2 separate regions of the Mus musculus genome follow, and region 2 is linked to region 1. A link is a contact called in public Hi-C data. All regions are on one chromosome and are shown on one strand. The core of a region is the stretch at or near the end of the contact, and the rest is flanking DNA. Distances in the headings are between cores, read along the strand shown.

Region 1 (3,422 bases), core at 371-2,870:
CAGTGAGTCTGCAATACTTTCTCTTTGAGAAGATGGCACGTGTATGCTTGGGAAGGAAGGGAGAACAGGTCAGAAGTCGCCTTCAAAGTTTTCAAAGATAACCTGTAATCTACTCCTTCGGGGAAAACTTCCCATCCCATTCTAGTAGGCCTGAATGGAAGTAGCACCCCTCCAAGCTTCCACATCATGAGAAGACCCCCACTAATCCCCAGGACATCTATCAAGCTGGAGCTAGACCCTCAGGTAAAATTCTCTGAGCTTAGCATAGAAAATAAGAGTTACCAAATCAAAGACCTTAGTAAACAATGAGTGGCCAGATGGATGAGTCATGTTTTCAATGGTGAGCTTGATCTGGTACCAAGCTATTTCTATTTGAAGAACAACTGTTGACCCTGCTCAGCAGGTACTGGCTTTTGATCTTTTTACTTGCAATACTACCAAATGCATTTTCTTTTCCCAGTGAACATCTGCTAACCATTAAGTATTTTCAAAAGTCACACCAATTTGAGCTGGAGAGTAACTACTGAAAGTGCTCTCTGTGTTAGCATAAAGACTGAGTATGGAGCCCCAACATCCTATTTGAGAACTAGGTATGGGACATGGAATGCCTTTGTGACCCCAGGGCTTTCTGGGTTAGGGGGACAGCAGAGGGAATAAGGGAGATTCTGGGGTTTGATGGCAAGGCAGTCTAAGCAACCGGTATGTTTCAGAATTAGTGAGAGACTATCTGGAAAGCTAAGTTGGGAAATCAGTTCAGGAACACACACACACACACACACACACACACGATACCAATTTAACAAAGGATATAGTTTAAGGATACTTTAAAGGTTTTTCTGAAACGCTTTCTGTCTCCCTCTGACTGATCTGGCATTGGTCTGTAGGCTGACATCAGGCTCGCAGCAATCCTCCTGCCTCATCTCCACACATTCTGTGATTAAAGTTATGTAGTAATCTGCTCAGTTGTTAATATTTTCTAAAAATTACTGTTTAATTTATATGGCAAACAAACATTTTCCATCAAGATTTCAGTTGAATTCTATCATAAATAGTGTTTCAGTTCTAGTCTGCTCTGTTCTATATCTCTCCTAGACTTTGAAGTAAAGATGGATCTTTAAAACCATATCCATTTACTTTGAAAATAGAACAGCAGCTTCCATTCATTCTAAACAGATGTACTGTGGGTGTAATGTGCAAAAGGTATCAGTCCTTACTCTAAAGAAAGACATTTCATTCACATCCGAGCTGAATACATAAGGCCCAAACCATTCTCTTCTCTGTGACTGTTTCACACAAATCATTTATTAGTCACATCTTTTACATAACAAATTACATCATGTATGTCTGTTAAGAAGAATTATAATTTAATTACATAAATTTGAAATGAAGGCAAAAAATTTCCCTGGTGTGTTCTATATTTATACTTGAACTTCTTTCCTCTCTGGAGTATACAGTCCTGCCTTGACCCTGGGGAACTGTGGCTTCATCTTCTGAAAACACTTCTCTATTTTTATACCCTCATTAAAAAAAAAAAAAGACAAAAAATAAACCCTCCAACCTACAACAGAATTCCAGATACATAGCAGTCTGAAATACATAGGCAGGCCTACTCTCTTAGAAGCAGAAAAATCATCATGCAACCTGGGTTCCACATTCTTGATTCTTGACTGATAATAACCTAGTTCCGTTTCCTGAAGGAAAAAAGGAAGCCCATTTATTATCGACAGAGGCACCCTACACAATCAATCCTTCTTTAATGTCTCTGAGAAACCAGAAAATGTTATTTATGGCAGTTAATTTATCAGCTAAAGCAATAATAACAGATTGCTTATAAATGGTGTCACCATGGGCTGATGTGGGAGTCAGGCAGAACCAAGGGACAAGTCCCCTCCGTGGCTTTATGTATACTATTGGACATAGGACCCGAAGATCAGCTACAAAGCTTTAGCTTCTTAATTTTTCTTAGGACAATAATCGTTTCACAAAGCAAATGAGCTTAGACAAACATGGCTATTGAAATCTAATTTGAAAATGCAAGAAATGCTTAAGAGGGCTAAATTTTTGGATGGTAATGTAGCATCCTAAATACTAAATTTAAAAAAGTGGTACAACTGGGAATTGTTTATAAAGATGCGTGAACCTTAGCATTTGATTGGTGATGTTTCACTGTATGAATGAATGACTAGTGATGAAGGATAATTGGCAGCTGGCATAAGTGCACCCTGCATGCTTACTTGGTTATATCCTGCTACATCTATTATGTCCAGAAATGCCCCGCATTTCTAGAGCAGCAACAATGTTATTTACTTGGTTTGCATGAGTAAATTATTAACAAACCACTCAAATGACATTTTGTTTTTGCTTTTCCTCACAGGTTCCTTCACCATCGTTTACTGGGCAAGAGAAGGGCGTTTAAACCTGGCAGCAAAACTTGCCAGATATGGAAGGTCACACTTCTCTAGGGAATCTAGAACGCTTGTTTCTCTCTTTAGATAAACCAAGAAAACTTGAAGCTATCTAGTCTCAAGAGCCAAAGCCAAGTCCACAAGAAGACACCTTAATGTTATTTTTTTTTAATCCATACTGAATTTTAATCCATACTGAATGCTCAGCCTTGTCTTTCCCAGCTATCCTCACTAAATTAACTTGCATAAATTTTCTCTCAGACCCAAACTTCCCTAAGTCATTGTTCCCCTTTTATGGCAGTGGTCTTAGAAACACACTTAGTGTACAGAAGACACCTGGAAGATAATAGGATTAGTATCTGTGGAAGATAATAGGATTAGTATCTGAGCATTGTCTGACTATGCACTAGAGAAGCAACGGCTGACAACAGTCTCTCACATTTATTCCTATGGTTGCTACCCCTAGGTAGAAACATTATCAATAACCTCTTAACAACATAGTAATTAGTCTAAAATGAAAGGCTTCCATTATGAGCCACATCTTCTGGGGTTCTGATCTTTGAATCCTCACTCTCTGCATTAAATACAGCTCACCCTGTAAGCTGAATCTACAAACTGTTGAATCAGAGATGAGCTGTATCAGATGTGAAATTAAGACGAAAAGGTCGAGAAGTCCTTAGGCTACATTTTAGGAGCCCTGAGCTCAGACATAAGAAGTCCACAAACTGTACAGAAAGATCATCAGGAGAGGCAGGATGCTAAGCCCTGAGATACCTGTCAAGAGACAAAGAGGTGATCCCAGCTTCCTGTTCATCTCTGGATCCCTATAACAAGCCCACACCCACCAAGATCCAGTTCTGACCACCTTCTTGCAGCAGTTGCTAATAGATCACAGCTCAACTATGACCAGCAAAAACATCAACACATTAAACAGAACTCTATTATTTAACCCCCAAATGGTACTCAGGATACTGCAAAATTTTTAAATGGTCACTTTGAGCGCAAACATTTGGAGTA
Region 2 (3,422 bases), core at 482-2,981, 430 kb before region 1:
TGTGTGTGTGTGTGTGGGGGGGGAGGTGGGAATACAAGGGCTGAGTAATTTCTTAGCTAGACTCCTTCTAGCTTTTAAATAGATCATTCCAGTTTTATTGCAACTGTTGCACATAGAAATATGAAAAGCCTTAATTCATTTTATAGATTATGCAGACCAGTGGCTCTCACATAGTGTTCCCAGGGCCAGCAGGGGCGGGCGGCATTGTCTGGGTCAAAAAATAATCTTTGTCCTACTTACAGACCTACTGGATCACAATGTCTGAGGCCAAGATCCAGCAGGCTAAGGCCGTTAGGAGATTGACATGCAAGCTCAAATTTACAAGAACATCCCCCAACATTGTTTGCTTCTCTCTCTCTCTCTCTCTCTCTCTCTCTCTCTCTCTCTCTCTCTCTCTTTCTCTCTCTCTCTCTCTCTCTCTCTCTCTCTCTTTCTCTCCTATAGAATAAAGTTTATTCAGGACATGGGGAGGAGAGTTAAGAGGGTAGCAGAGGCAGAGAAAGGCAAAGAGAAGTAGAGAGTAGTGAAATGGGGGCCAGCCATGGCCATGTGGATAGGGGGAGGGAATTGGGAGTAAGGGGGCAAGAGGCAAGAGAGAGGCAAGAGCATAAGAGGTAAGAGCCTCTTTTTTTTTCTCTCTATAATATGATTTGTCTTCTAGACAGACTACCACGAACTGGCTCATCTACTTTCCCACCTTAGAAATTTGGCTTGACACACTATCATGTATAGATGTACTTTGGCATTTACCTCTAATATCAGTGACCGAGCAAGTAATTTTTGTGGAGGCATGTGGAGATGTTCATTACTGGGAGCCTCTTCGCTATCTATTGCTGTTCTGGGTGGAGTGGTAGGAGCATCAGCAGTGCCCTGCTCTTGATATTTCTGTTGGCAATAGAGGTTTCTGTGTAGGATGAGGCTAGGCAGAAGTATATGTGTGGATATTAGCATGTGTTCATACATTACTTATTTGAAACTAATTTCATGTGTTGATTTGCCTGCTGCACTGTAGGTAGTAAATAAGAAGCATAGCATCATCAGAAGAGCAGACCAGGCACATGGACTTTGAAGTATTTCCATACATTTTAATAATGAGGTAAAAAGAGAAGTGAACCGAAGGTGATAAAACAGGTATTCCCACCCACCACCCAGTTCCTCACAATTTGTATTACATATGTAACTGTTATCAGTTTTAAAACAATGAGAAAAGGCATGACCAAAAGGATCCAGGAACATGTCCTATGTCCGTGCAGGATTCAAAATCAAGTTTGCTTTAGTCTAATCCTGCTTTGGTACTTTCCAAAGATTTTTCTGAACCTCAGTTCACACCTAAGAAATCTGAGTCTTATTTCCTTCCACAGTAGACTTCAAAAGTTCTGTTTCTAAGAGATACTGTACAGACCTCCTCCTTGTTAATTTAGAAATGTTGTGACGTTGGAATCCTTTAAGGATACTTTTATTACTTAGTTCTAGAGACTACCAAATCATTATGCATGGCATATAAAAGAAACTATTTGAGTATTAACAGTCCATTTGTCCAGAGATTAAAGGTTTACTTACAGTTTGCTATGGCTCTCAGAAGGAATATTAGTTACCTGTAATTCAGGTTTCAGGAGGCTTACAACCATAATAGATAACAGCTTGTGGATCTAAATTTCCTGGCACAAGGCAGGCTCTTTGGACAGCTCAGCTTTCTCTGTCTCTGGCCACCCACAGGGAGGAGGCTCCAATCTGTCTTGTAAAGCTCTCTTCTACAGAGGCTTCTGCTCCTTACTGGGATGTCGTGTGCAGTCCAAGATGAGTGGCTTGCCGTAAATATTGACTTCTTGAGACATAATTTATAAAGAGCTCCGAGGATCACAGGAGAATAGGAAGAGGCACAAGTTTGGGGAGCAGAGAAAGACCTGACAGCATCCCCGAGGGAATGTGCGAGGCTGGCATAGGTACAGCCAGGCCAAGGACCTCAGATCTTCAGGCTTGGAGGCATGCCAGTCTTCCCAGTGCAAGAACTGACAGTGTGCAGAAAATGTTCACCACAGCTCTCCTTTCCTACCTTAGCATTTTTATGGTCCAGAGACTATCCCTCTACAGAGGCTGCTCCAACCAAGACTGGTTAAACCTGTGTCCTTGATCCACTGTAACCCATGGCTCCAACCAAGATTGGCTAAACCTGTGTCCTTGATCCACTGTAACCCATGGGTCCAACCAAGATTGGTTAAACCTGTGTCCTTGATCCACTGTAACCCATGGGTCCAACCAAGATTGGCTAAACCTGTGTCCTTGATCCACTGTAACCCATGGCTCCTTGTCCAGCTGCATGACTCCCCCTCTCCATTTGGTTTTATATAATAAACACACTGAGCTTCCGAATGACTGTGGTTTCTCCAACCGAGAACTCAGAGCACCATTTGATCCCCTCTGTCTGTCTGTCTGTCTGTCCTTTCTTCATTACCTTCTCACCCAGTCAGGGCTGTCATTTCTTTGCCTGCCAGGAGCATGGCCTCTAGGAAGGAACAGCTACATGTTTCAGGTGCTCAGGCTAGCAGGTCTTCCCCTTCTTCTTCTACCTTTCCTCTGTGGTGTGTGTGTGTGTGTGTGTGTGTGTGTGTGTGTGTGTGTGTGTGTGTGTGTGTGTGTGTACACAAGGTTGGATGCACAATGTAAGCACATGTAAATCAGATGTCTGTCAGGTACCCTCCTCAAGTGCTTTCAAGTTTGTATTTTTTTTAAATTTAATTTTTCTTTAAATCCTGCTCACTTTCTCCCTCCTGGCCAGCCCCCCTACCATCTATTTCCCCCCTTCTCTTCTGAGTGGGTAGCCCCCCCCCATGTCCCCACCCTGGCACTTCAAGTCTCTGTGAGGCTTCCTCCCCATTGAGGCCAGACAAGGCAGCTCTGCTAGAAGAATATATCCCAGGCAACAGCTTTTAGGATAGCTCCATTCCAGTTGTTTGGGACCCACATGAACATGAAGCTGCACATCTGCTACCTATGTGCAGAGAGAGGCCTAGGTCCAGCCTGTGTATGTTCTTTGGATGGTGGTTGATCTCTGAGAGCCCCAAGGGTTCCTGTTAGTTGACTCTGTTGTCTGCCTGTGGAGTTAAGTTTGGATTTTTGAAACAGGGCCTCTCACTGAGCCTGGAGCTCACTGATTGTTAAGTAGCTAGCTATAGAGCTCTGGTGATTGCTGGATCTGCCCACTCAGAGCAGTAATCACATGCACTCTGTCATACCCAGCTTTTAGTGGATGCTGAGTATCTGAACTCTTGGGTCCCTCACAGTTGCAGAGCAAGCACTTTACCCACCAAGTCCTCTTAGCTCCTGGTCTCTTGGTTTCTAAGCCACAGCACAGCTTGAAGAAACATGGTAAGATTAATGATGTATTCTGTTTCTAGTTCACTGCTCAACATCCTCGAAGTGGC

What was found. A called contact is a pair of places that touch in the nucleus more often than the background predicts.
Region 2: a Hi-C map of cortical neurons shows a contact between it and region 1, with 3 times the contacts expected there. The contact joins two enhancer-like sites. A contact is called at or near these places in 1 of 484 Hi-C or Micro-C datasets (cortical neurons) and 1 of 115 datasets of contacts at active chromatin or transcription factors (large pre-B cells).

The regions. Positions count from the first base shown.
Region 1 is chr14:17,431,334-17,434,755 of GRCm38.p6, reverse strand. No RefSeq gene overlaps it. Among named protein-coding and RNA genes, the nearest start is that of Gm32121, 25 kb to the right of the region's middle. Within about 2 kb of position 1,620, at least 16 of the 459 cell types and tissues checked have an H3K27ac peak or open chromatin away from gene starts, as enhancers often do. A contact at or near this core is called in cortical neurons, where this site is marked.
Region 2 is chr14:17,858,535-17,861,956 of GRCm38.p6, reverse strand. All of the region lies in intron 2 of Thrb (thyroid hormone receptor beta), which reads right to left. Among named protein-coding and RNA genes, the nearest start is that of Thrb, 200 kb to the right of the region's middle. Within about 2 kb of position 1,731, at least 7 of the 459 cell types and tissues checked have an H3K27ac peak or open chromatin away from gene starts, as enhancers often do. A contact at or near this core is called in cortical neurons, where this site is marked.